Regions from separate parts of the Pan troglodytes genome. Here region 1 is linked to region 2. A link is a contact called in public capture Hi-C data. All regions are on one chromosome and are shown on one strand. The core of a region is the stretch at or near the end of the contact, and the rest is flanking DNA. Distances in the headings are between cores, read along the strand shown. Region 1 has its middle 44 kb from the start of ZBTB7C. Region 2 overlaps ZBTB7C (zinc finger and BTB domain containing 7C).

Region 1 (6,255 bases), core at 2,159-4,658, 430 kb before region 2:
AAAATCCAAACTATCATCTCTGGTCTTTCTCTGTGGTGACTTCATCTACTGAACCCCAAGTATGGCTCACATAGGGGACTGCATTCTGTCTGAGGCTCCCCTCACACAGCACTGCCCCCGACAGTTGCTAGAAGAGCTCCTAGGTGAGTCATATTTGTGACAGCTTTTGGGTAGACCAGAAGCCTGTGCCCAAGGAGGGCTCCCACAGGTGAGTGGGGCTGCCCCACCCCCTGTTGCCTGCCTCTTCCCCCTGGGCAGGGCACCCTCAATAGGCTCTTTGTTCTCAGGACTCACCCCTGCTCCACCTAGTCTTTAACTGTCCCACAATCTGGGCTCAGGGCTTTACTTAAACCACCAAGCCCTTGCATCAAACCACAAGAAGAAAACCACACGCCTTTGGAATTGCTCAGTGCTCTCTTGTTTTTTTTTCCCTTCCTTTCTTCTTCCCTCCAGCACACACACACACACGCGCCCACACACACAGACACACACACACAGCAGTTTTCCCATCAAGCAACTGTTTCCTGGTGTCATGAGACAGGCTGTCCAGGACTTGTTTTGGGAACGTGTGAACACAGGCGTACCCATAGCCCTTACGACACTCAGGGGACCAGCCAGCCCCCTCTCTTGGGCCTGGAGCCCTCACCTCAGCTGCTGTTGGTGCTGTCTTGAAGCGCAGCAGACCTGGGACGGGAGCTGCCTTGCGTTTGTAGGCTCTCTGGACCAGGTGGCAGTAGCCCAGCCTTGAGCCCAGTGGTCTCAGTCGATGCCAGGCCTTGTGGACTTCTGGGTCCACTGAAGATCATGAGGTCAATGCTGGCAGCCTGGCCCCTTTGAGCTGCCCACACACAGTGGACTTCTGGCCCTGGGAACACAAGCTCCCCTGTCTGGGACTGTGGAGTCCTTGGCAGAGTGGGAAGGGGAAGGCAAAGTTGGTGAAGTGAGGGAAGGGTGAGGGTTCTATCAGTTTTTCTGGGCCCTCGGTCTGATTTCTCAGTGCAGATGAGGCAGCCCCAAAGTACCTTCCAAGAGAAAGGAGATGAAGCACCTTCAAAACACAAGTGTCCCAAGGCACCAGCCCTGCCATCACAGTGAGGATGAGAGATGGGCTCTTACAGGGTCACAGATTCCGATGCTTTCCAGGCCAGGCAGGTAATTCAACATGGAAAAGGCCAAACAGGTTATGCAGTACATGTTAAGAAAGACACTTAAATTAAAATGTTTTAATTTAAAAACATTATTTTAGGGCTGGGCACAGCACTTCGGGAGGCCGAGGTGGGAAGATGACTGGAGGCCAGTAGTTCGTGACCAGCCTGGGCAGCATAGCAAGACCCCACCTCTACAAAACACACACACACACACACACACACACACACACAAAACATTCTTTTAGCTAAATAAAATGTATTTTTGATCAGATGCAGCCTCATGGCTGTGAGTTTCCAACCCTCTTCCCTACAATCCACAGTTCTGCTATTTAGAACTGTAGAATAAAGGTTCATAAAGAAAACTGTCAGAGTCCCTTAAGGGCTTAAAACACAGCACTGGCTTGGGTGCTGGTAGAGCTGTGGTTAAAAACACAGCCTTTGATGTCCAGCTCTGATAAGCATTTCTCATTGGCTTCATTTTAGCTGTATGAGTATTGAACACATTATTAAACCTTGCTAAGTTTCAGTTTCCTCCTCTGTAAAATGGGGAGTCTATCTTTTAGCATAATGAGGCACCTCACATAGTAGGTGAAGCTTAATAAATGACCGCTGTGATGTGCTGCACCCACTTCCCCTAACCCCACACAAGGAGCTGGATGCCTTTTGCTGAATAGCAATGGTTCGGTGGACTGAGGGTTAATGCTTCTGTGGCTCTGGTCTGTGGCAAGAGGGGGTGTGGAAGTCAGAGCCAAGGTCAGACCTTCACAGGCCATTTCCCTGTGAACACAGAACAAATACTCTCTTTGCAGCTGGGCTGTTCATTTTAAATTCAGCAAGGAGGGCTCATTGGGGAAGTTTTGCCCTGGAGTCTTGGAATTTCTCACCAGATCTCTAGTGTTCACTTCCAGCTGCTCCCACTTTGCCCACCTTAGTTAGCAGTGGCCCATTTGCCCTTGATCTTAGCAAAAGAAGCAGATCTGCCCAACATCATGGCGTCTGGGGGTGGGGAACCCATCCGTGGCAGTGCCTTGGAGGCGTTTGAGAGAGGGGTTGGGCTAGGCTTCCTGAAATCGCCTTCTCCCACAGGGCTGTGAACATGAACTTGCAAACTCCTTGAAGGTGGAAGCGACCTGGTCTCTCTGGATCGCCACAGCTCTGAGCACAGCACCTTGGATAAACAATGTGCTTAATGCATGCTGGAATCATTCTATGAAATCTAGACTTGAAAGCAGAAAAACAGGGACAGAATTTTCACTTTTTAAAAAGAAATGTTCATTTTATAAAACGTTTCCCCACTGAAGCCCTTAAGTAGAAACTTCCTTAATTACCCAAAATGAATTTTTGAGTAGCTCAAACCTAAGCTGATGGGCTGAATTGCCCTGTCCTGTTGCTGGCTCCTTCCTTTCCCCACCACCTCTCTAAATTCAATCCCATCCACCCTCAAGCACAGTGAGTATTGTTGAGACTTGCTTTACAGACACCCTGTTCAGTGCTGTGAACATGATCTCATTCCATCACCACGGCCACGGCATGGCCAGATATATTATTTTCCTTCTTTTATAGATGAGAAAATACAGGCTTGGAGAATTCAAAACTACTTGTTCATAGGAATAGCAGAGTCAAGACCCAAAACCCAGCCTCAGGGCCAAACCAATGCTCAGAAATGTCTCTAAGGAAACCCTAACTCCAAAAAAGTCTTCCTGACCTTCCCCACCTCTCCTAGACAGACAGGAATGTCCCGTCTCTCTGGTTTCTGGTGCTCTCCTGGTCTTCTCGGACCTGACCTGGGGGCAGCCACCTGGGTGTTTGCTGCCTCACCCTTCTGCCGCCCTTTCTCCCCAACTGCTCACACTGGATTGGAATTGCCTGGAGAGTGAGCAACGGGTCTAAGTCCCCTTTGCATTCCCAGCAGTGCCAGGCTCGGTGCCAGCCCCCAGGGGGCTCTCTGGGTATTTCAGTTATTTGATATATTATTTGTCCCAGAAGAAGGCACTGAGGCCCTCCAAGGAAGAGGCTGACAGGCCTCAGACAACCCCAGAGGTCTCCAGGGGAGCTCAGGCTGTTCTGTTCTAGCCTGGGCAACACTGGAAGCTGCCCTCTCTAGGGCTGTTCCACTCCCTGAGAAGATCTAGGAACAGGCAGGGAGGCTCCCAAATTGCCTCATGGTTCCACAGCCTCCGGCGCGTTCCACCTCCCTGGGCCCTAAGGAGCTGAGGCCCCAGACAGCCCCTTGGGCATGATCCTGGCCACTGGCCATCCCCCTATCTGCCCTCTCTCAGCCAGTGCCACCCACTCTTCTGTGCTATGGGCCTGATACTGCTTCCTGCATTCCTGCTTACAGACCTGCTGAAATAGAATGAACAGAGTCCAGCCAGTCCTCAGCCTGATCACAGCAGGCCTGTCCGAGCATGTGACCTCTCTTCTTCCCCTTTCTTTGTCAGTCAAGCAGAGGTAATAACAATAATTAACCTGGAGCCCCTGATGGGTCCTCCTGGACCTCACACCCAAGGTCTCCCTGGATTATGCTAACAGTCCCAAATAGAAAATGAAGGTTATTATTATTGTTCTCATTGTACGCCCAAAGGAACTGAGGCTTAAACTAGGTAAAGACAGAGGCACAGAGACAGCCTGGAGCATCCACCAGAGACAGGGACCTTGTGGTGGGGAGAGCTTGCCTGTGCTGAGAGCTAGGAGTGTCTTGTCCCCAGGCTGGCAGTGTGGGGCTTTGCAGCCTATCTTGGCAGGCACCAGAGCACTCCTGGAAGAGGAAGGGGTGGCAGGGACAAAAGCTACAGGGCTGGGATGAAGGTATCCCTGCCTGATCACCTGCCCCAGATCCTACCCAGGGACCCCCTATTACGTACGAGGCATGGGAGGTAAATGGCTCCCCCAGCTCTGCCCCAGACCAGCTCACAGCTGCTGTCTGGGCTGGATGAGCTTGGCAGCCAGTTCCTAGAGGGGTCTCTTGCCAGCAGCACCTATATCATCTAGTAAACCTAAAGGCACATTCCTGTAGAGTGCAGACTGAAGACGGACATCTGAGCTGCTGCCTTGACTTTCCTGTTCTGTGTCTCTTTTCTCATTTTGTTGGGGGGAGGGGTGTGGCCAGAAGAAAGGGGTAGGAGAGGTATAGACAGGATGAAGGGGTACTGTTATGCTTCTCTCTGCTGTTGCAGCCCTGCATTTGGAATATTCCCAGTGATACAGGACGGGGCCAGGGAAATGCTGGGAAGGGAAGGACATGGTCCCTGGCAAGGGCTCCACCCCCAGGCCTGTGCCAACGGACCTAGGTGAGGACAGGCATTTCTGTTTTCATGCCCAAATGTTGTATTTCCCAAGACCACCCTGGCCCGCCATGCCCCCATCCTGTGCCTATAAAACCCAGAGACCTGGCTGGGTGCGGTGGCTCACACCTGTAATCCTAGCACTTTGGGAGGCCGAGGCAGGTGGATCACGAGGTCAGGAGATCGAGACCATCCTGTAACATAGTGAAACCCTGTCTCTACTAAATATACAAAAAAAATTAGCCAGGCGTGGTGGCGGGCGCCTGTAGTCTCAGCTATTTTGGGAAGCTGAGGCAGGAGAATGGCGTGAACCTGGGAGGCGGAGCTTGCAGTGAGCCAAGATCGCGCCACTGCACTCCAGCCTGGGCAACAGAGCGAGACTCCGTCTCAAAAAAAAAAAGAAAAAAAAAAAAATCCCAGAGACCCTAGCCGGTAGAGACACAAGCAGCTGGACTTCGAGAGGAGTGGAAGAACACACTGACAAGCACCAGCAGACACCAGCAGGCCAACGACCAGCGGAACAAGGCACAGTTAGCCCAAGGGTAGTTGGAAGAGAGCCTGGCCACAGAGCAGCCTGACTCCAGGGGAAAACCACCTGCCCACCCCATCTCCCTTCTGGCTCCCCCATCTGCTGAGAGCTACTGCCACTCAATAAAACCTTGCACTCATTCTCCAAGCCCACATGTGATCTGATTCTTCCGATACACCAAGGCAAGAAGCCCCAGGATGCAGAAAGTCCTCTGTCCTTGAGATAAGGCAGGGGGTCTAATTGAGCGGATTAACACAAGCCGCCTACAGATGGCTAAACTGAAAGAGCACCCTGTAACACATGCCCACTGGGCTTCAGCAGCAAACATTTACCCCTAGACGCTGCCATGAGGTTGGAGCCCCACAGCCTTCCTGTCTGCATGCTACCCCTAGAGGTGTGAGCAGTGGGGCACTGAAGAAGCGAGCCACACCTCCATCGCACGCCCTGAGAGGGGAACAAGGGAACTTTTCCTGTTTCACCAGTTCAAACTACCTATGGATCAGAAGCTCCAGGAGAAATGAAATTTTACAACTCTGGGAACCCACTGCCCACCAAGATAGATGAGCCTTGTGGGGCCTCCACACAGCCCAGCCCATGCTCTGAATTAGGCGCCTCCTTTCCTGAAGACCCTGCCTCCTTCCCAGATGCCACTCTACCCATCCATCCTCACATGAGTCATGTGTCAGCCATGAGGGGCTGTGCTGGACTCCTCCCAGCTCTGCTGCATGGAGGTGACTCTCACTATACATCTTGGGTGTGACAGGCCTTCAGAATGAACTTGACAGGGCTTGGTGGCTGTCTGAGACTTAGAATCCTTTCACTTATGCAGAATCTTAGGCTGCAGAATCTAGCTGAGCAGATGGGGCCATTTTTGCTTAGGGCCCCTTCTGCATACATTTCCTCTACACTTAGGGTCTTGGATGTCCCAGTCTTGCGGGCTACGGAATACTAACTAGTGGATGTGAGATATTCATTTCTATCCAACATATATTTATGAGGAGTCTGCCACTGTACTGGGATCTGAGGATGCAAAGGTGGTCCCTGCATAGAAATATGGCTGGGGCAGACCCAGAAGCCAGGCGGCAAGCATACCCTCTCTGTTATGCCTCTGGGTGGCCTTTCCTGTAATTAACAATGAGAGGATTAACCATGAGAACTCCACCAGGGTGCTAGAGCACAGTAAAGGGCTAGTGGGATCTTAATCAGTCACTCCTTCTGAGACTTTCTGAATTGGTTCAATTTTGAAAACCCAACTCAAATACCATCTTTGCTGTGACACCTTCCTCCCATTCAT
Region 2 (5,844 bases), core at 1,066-3,565:
GTCTCCATTAGGGAAAGCTCCTGCCCAGGGCTGAGTTCCTCCCATTGGCATACCCCAGTCTTCTGGCCACAGAGGCAGAAAGCTGGCTACCGGTGCCCTCTCTTGATTGTTCTGGTCTGCCCTTTCTGCAGCAGTCCTCTTAGGCCTCAGGTTGGGAATCCCTGCTGTGAAAATCCATCCTTTCTCATCCCCAGAATAGCTTACAAACAAACCACAGCCAGGTAGCCCCCCAGGTTCCTTTGCCCCCACCAGCTGTATACCTTTGGGAAGCTCTTAACTTCTTTGAGCCTCCTTTCTGCCTGTGTCCAAGTGAGGGAATTACACCAAGTGTGTTGAATCTAGCTCACGCAAACCCAGATTCTCTCCATCTGCCCTGGACAATGGGAAGTGATGTCTGGTCCTAGGTTTAGCTCTGCAGAGAGAGGTTAAATAACTTGCCTAAAGCCATCCAGCAAGTTGGTGGTGGGTCTGAAGCTACAACAGGGACTCCCAGACTCCTGGAGGGGCCCTACCTCTATACCATATGCCTCTGAATAATGAATTCCCAGGGTCAATGAAGTCATGTATTTACCTGCCCATAGCAGATGTTCAATAAAAGGATATCGTAGGCACCTTCTCAGCACTTCTTACATCCTTGGACCAATTGCCACAAAAATGGGACTTCTTTTAGATACTCTAATGAGAAGTTTGGGAGGCATTTGAAGATTTACCACTTACATTGTCCATTGTTTGAGAGTGACCCTAAGGATCAGTACTACTAATTATGTGTAATAGTGACTTAAAAAAAACCTACCTGGCCAGGGGCGGTGGCTCACACCTGTAATCCCAGCACTTTGGGAGGCTGAGGTGGACAGATCACGAGGTCAGGAGATCGAGACCATCCTGGCTAATACGGTAAAACCCTGTCCCTATTAAAAATACAAAAAAAATTAGCCAGGCATGGTGGTGGGCACCTGTAGTCCCAGCTACTCAGGAGGCTGAGGCAGGAGAATGGTGTGAACCCGGGATGCGGAGCTTGCAGTGAGCCAAGATCGCACCACTGCACTCCAGCCTGGGCGACAGAGCGAGACTCCGTCTCAAAAAAAAAAAAAAAAAAAAAAAAAAAAAAACCTTCCTTGTCCGGGCACAGTGGCTCACGCCTGTAATCCTAACACTTTGGGAGGCCGAGGTGGGCAGATCACAAGGTCAGGAGTTCGAGACCAGCCTAACCAACATGGTGAAGGCCTGTTTCTACTTAAAAAAAATACAAAAATTAGCTGGGCGTGGTGGTGCATGCCTGTAATCCCAGCTACTCGAGAGGCTGAGGCAGGAGAATCACTTGAACCTGGGAAGTGGAGGTTACAGTGAGCCGAGATCGTGCCACTGTACTCCAGCCTGGGCAACAGAGTGAGACTCTGTCTCAAAAAAATAAAAATAAAAATAAAGAAACCTGCCTCATAGGTTGTGGTGAGGAGTAATGAGATGATGCATTTAAAGCCCTGCTTAGCTGATTCTGAGCTGAGCCCTCTGCCAGGCCTGGTGAGGGAGCCCAGCCGACCACCTAGCATCAGTATTTCCATCAGAGCCTGAGTGAATTTGTGGAGGCCCAAGACATATCCCTTAGGACTGGGAAGTTGCATCACTCCAGGGGTACAGGCACCCGACACTTCCATTTTCACAGTCACAGTGCTGTGGTGAGAAAAGAGGCCTTGACTCCCGGGCCTGCCATGACTCTCTGGGTGAGCTTGGCAAGTTCCCCAGCTGGGCCTGTTTGCCCACCTACATAGTGGAGGCTTTGCCTAGACCGGTGGTTCTCAGTGTGGGGTCCACGGACCACCACCACCACCAGCATGTGGCAACTGGTTAGAAATGCAAATCCTTTGTCCCTCTCCCCTATCCCAGACCTACTGATCAGACTCTCTGGGAGTAGGGCCCAGCACTGTTTTATTGAGTCCTGATTATGGTTCGAATGCGTCCTTAAGTTTGAGACCCACTGGCCTAAATGGTCTCTGAAGTCCCTTCCTCCTCAAAAATCCAATCATCTAGGTGAAATCTGGGTTACAGAGACCACAGCATGCTGGTAGGGGGTGGGATATCACAGCAGAGAACTATGTAGCCTTGGGGTGGCTGGTGGGTTTGAAAAAAGGCAGGAGCAGTGGGATGTGGAGGGGAAGAGGGTGACCCCACTTCCCTTCTCCTCACTCCCAGGGGCTCTCCAGCCTTCCTGTGAGCACAGGTGGGAGGACTGGATCTGTCCTCTCTGATCCTCCTCTCACAGTGCCTGCCAGTATTCATGGGAATGTCCTTTTCTCTCCTGCTCTGCCCCTGGAGAACCATTTTGAAAATGAGAGCTGGTGAGACCTCTAGTGGCCAGGAGACACCAGGAGCCTAGGACCTGCACCTGCTGTCCTAGGATTACGTTAAACAGGGTTTAAATCTGGCCATCTTAGGGAGGACACCTGGACTCCACATCTGTTCTAACCTCAAAGCAGAGCCTGAAATTATAGGCAGATGCTCCACCCAAGCCACACCTGCAGGGAGGAAGTAGGAGACTAGACACAGAGCTTCCTGGCCCCTATGGCCCCACTGGGGAAGGCTGCGAATTATCCCAAGAGGAATTCTTGCAGCCCACCTGCCTATACCTCAGCCACCTTAAGCTGGTTTACCCAATGCTCAGTGTTTATGAAAACAACCCCCTGATGTCAGTTTTCCTGTCAAGACCACCAGGAGGTGTGTGGAATCTAGCTCACACAGACCCAGGTTCTTTCCATGAGCCCTGGACAATGAGAATTGATGTCTGGCACCAGGTTCAGCTCTGGGCAGTGAGGTTAAGCAACTTGCCTGAAGTCACCAGCAAGTTGGTGGTGGGTCTGCAGCTGGCGCAGAGGCTCCCAGACCCCCAATAGGCGCAGGCGCCCCCACCCTACACCATACCTTATCTGTGAATAATACCACTTAAACCCTGCAAAGTTTTGCCCTAGATTAGGCTGCATTCTTTTCGCACCTGGCTCTTTTGTAAACCCTGAAATTGTCTACAGACAAAGAGGAGAGCCCAAGGCTTAGGATAAGAAACCACCATGCAGGAGGTTTGAACAAGGTGTGCCCAAGCTTCTATAGCCTCCCAGATTAGTGCCAAACACAGACAGATCTCAATAGCCCGGGGGCTGGGATGGGACCAGGGACTTTGGGCCAAAGCATATAGATGAACTGGAGGGAAAGCATAAGGTTGCCTGGAGAGAGTGGGTGTGAGATTAAAGTGCAGTCCAGTATCAGCAGAAGTCGCTGCACTATCCGAGGACTATGGTCAGAAATGCTGACTTATGGCGAAGTATCTTCCCAGTATGTGAGATAAACCCCTAATAGAGTGGGAGTTTCATGACTCTGAGCTCGGGTATAAAAGGAGTTTGGGGGAGTGGGGCTTTCAGGACACTGCTTTTTCTGCATCCCTTTAATCCAGGTGAGTAACCATACCTGTCTAAGGTGGGGCAGCAGTTGAGGGTAGATCTAGCATGAGACCTATTTCTGGGGTTTGACTCCATGGCAGTAGGGAGCCTCGGCTGGTTCTGGAGGAAGGGGGAGCAAAAGGTTAGGAATGGCTCCTGGTGTTCCCTGCGGGACTGACCCCCAGTCTCTGCATTGCAGGCAGGACAAGCTGAAAATCCACATGCGGAAGCACACAGGGGAGCGGCCCTACCTGTGCATCCACTGCAACGCCAAGTTCGTGCACAACTACGACCTCAAGAACCACATGCGCATCCACACGGGCGTGCGGCCCTACCAGTGCGAGTTCTGCTACAAGAGCTTCACGCGCTCTGACCACCTGCACCGCCACATCAAGCGCCAGAGCTGCCGCATGGCACGGCCCCGACGCGGCCGCAAGCCTGCTGCGTGGAGGGCCGCCAGCCTGCTCTTCGGGCCCGGCGGCCCGGCCCCCGACAAGGCGGCCTTCGTGATGCCCCCTGCGCTGGGCGAGGTGGGCGGCCACCTGGGCGGCGCAGCTGTGTGCCTCCCGGGCCCCAGCCCCGCCAAGCACTTCCTGGCAGCGCCCAAGGGCGCCCTGAGCCTGCAAGAGCTGGAGCGGCAGTTCGAGGAGACGCAGATGAAGCTGTTCGGGCGCGCGCAGCTGGAGGCTGAGAGGAACGCGGGGGGCCTCCTGGCCTTCGCGCTGGCCGAGAACGTGGCGGCGGCGCGGCCCTACTTCCCGCTGCCCGACCCTTGGGCCGCCGGCCTGGCCGGCCTCCCTGGGCTCCCCAGCCTCAACCACGTGGCCTCCATGTCCGAAGCCAACAACTAGGCTGGTCCCTGTCGGCTCCAGCCCACCAGCCCTCCAGTCCTTCTCCCTCCAGGCCCACTCTACCCTACCCCATGGATCTGAACTTTTCATTTTAAAAACACAAAGGGAAAATGGGAAAATAATAATAATACTATCAGTGATGGCATTTTCCCGGGCTCCTAAAGCAGCTGCCTCCTTTTGCTGGTCTGAGACGGGCATCTTTTCCCAAAAGGCCAGGAGCCCGGGCCTCCCTCCCTGGCTGTCTCTCTGGCTCTCATATAGAAACTTGCACCGGCCCATGCCACGAAGAACTGGGTGCCCAGGGGCACTTAGGAGCTGGGTGAGTCATGAGGGGTCAGGGGGTGGTTGGCCTGGTGCCCAGCCAGCCACAGCAGGAGGAGGTAGGGGCTGGGCATGCACCTTGGTTAAGCCCCACCCCCTATGGCAAAGTCTCTGCCAACACTCCTCTGAGGGCTCATTTTCCAGTCTCCAGTGGCCCCGGGGTCTTTTTGAGAACTACCCACCTGCCACATAGAAAGAAATGCTCTGTTGGCAGGGAGGCCTCCTGGAACCAGTCAGGAACCAGGCTCTGGAAGGCCCGGGCCATTTCTTCCCTGACCTGTCCTGTGACCTTGACAGGTCAGCCCTCTGTAGCTCAGTGTCACCTGGCTATGGAAGGGGCTGGTAACTGAGGTTTCCGCCCTCCACCTCTAAACACATACACACCTATCCCCCCAGAGAATCACAGAGATGGTAGAAGCTTTGTACTCCCCAAGTCCATGGGGAAACAGTTTATCTTTCTGGAGTTAGTTTTATCACATCCAGCTCTATATTAGCATATTAGCATAGGTGAGAAATATGGCCAGACTAGACAGAGATCAGGTCATCAGGGGAGCTTCCGAGCTTCAGCAAAGCCCACAGGTAGCTCTGCGAACTCAGAATGCTACCCTACCTTCCCTGCAGGCCGCTGTTCATGTCTGGACCCCTGGGGGCGCTATTTAATGTTTACCCCCATCTCCAGTGCCCCCTCCAAGGCTGTGCAGTGTCTTGGGGCTCTCAGGGCCAACATCGAAGAGATGGGGGCCACCTCTTAACACCTGGCAACAGTCTCCCCTCATCCTGATTCCTGAAAACAGACAAAACACCGGTTTCTAGGGTTTATCTGTTTGTTTTTTGAGTTGAGGGTTCCTCAGGGCCTTGGCATTGCTAGTGATGGTCCCCTTTGCTATGTGAGAACCCCCTCGACCCTTTCCCTTCTCCCTCTGGGGATGAAGTGGGAGTATTTGGCTCCCCATTTTTGACAAAAGGGCTCAGTGCAGGGAGGTGGAGGCCTCTGAGGTTTGAAGGGCTCTGTGAGTTAGAGTTGTCACATGTTCTCCTGGTTCTTGAATTTGCAGCAGGTCCTGAAAAGGAAGGCTCTGCTGGCCCCGTGCCTTCCTGACCTTCTCTCTCCTTCCCTCCCCTCTCTTTTCTTGCCAAGTTTGCTTTGGTTTCTGAGCAGCCCAGAGAGGAGGAGGGTTCATCCCCAGGGAGAGCCCAGGGCTGGAGTCCCCAATCCCTGTGCTGTGGGCACAAAGAGACTTCAGCTCTTC

The links. Capture Hi-C pulls out chosen DNA fragments and counts their contacts.
Region 1: a contact with region 2 is called in a capture Hi-C map of stem cell-derived neural stem cells, with 4 times the contacts expected there. The contact joins two enhancer-like sites. A contact is called at or near these places in 4 of 7 Hi-C or Micro-C datasets (blood, induced pluripotent stem cells and stem cell-derived neural progenitor cells) and 1 of 1 other capture datasets (stem cell-derived neural stem cells).

The regions. Positions count from the first base shown.
Region 1 is chr17:58,525,019-58,531,273 of NHGRI_mPanTro3-v2.0_pri, reverse strand. No RefSeq gene overlaps it. Among named protein-coding and RNA genes, the nearest start is that of ZBTB7C, 44 kb to the right of the region's middle. Within about 2 kb of position 3,408, at least 1 of the 24 cell types and tissues checked has an H3K27ac peak or open chromatin away from gene starts, as enhancers often do. A contact at or near this core is called in stem cell-derived neural stem cells, where this site is marked.
Region 2 is chr17:58,098,167-58,104,010 of NHGRI_mPanTro3-v2.0_pri, reverse strand. It overlaps ZBTB7C (zinc finger and BTB domain containing 7C), which reads left to right. Exons shown (of 5, transcript XM_016933665.4): 5 at 3,622-5,844. The coding sequence ends at 4,273. Among named protein-coding and RNA genes, the nearest start is that of SMAD2, 100 kb to the right of the region's middle. Within about 2 kb of position 2,315, at least 4 of the 24 cell types and tissues checked have an H3K27ac peak or open chromatin away from gene starts, as enhancers often do. A contact at or near this core is called in stem cell-derived neural stem cells, where this site is marked.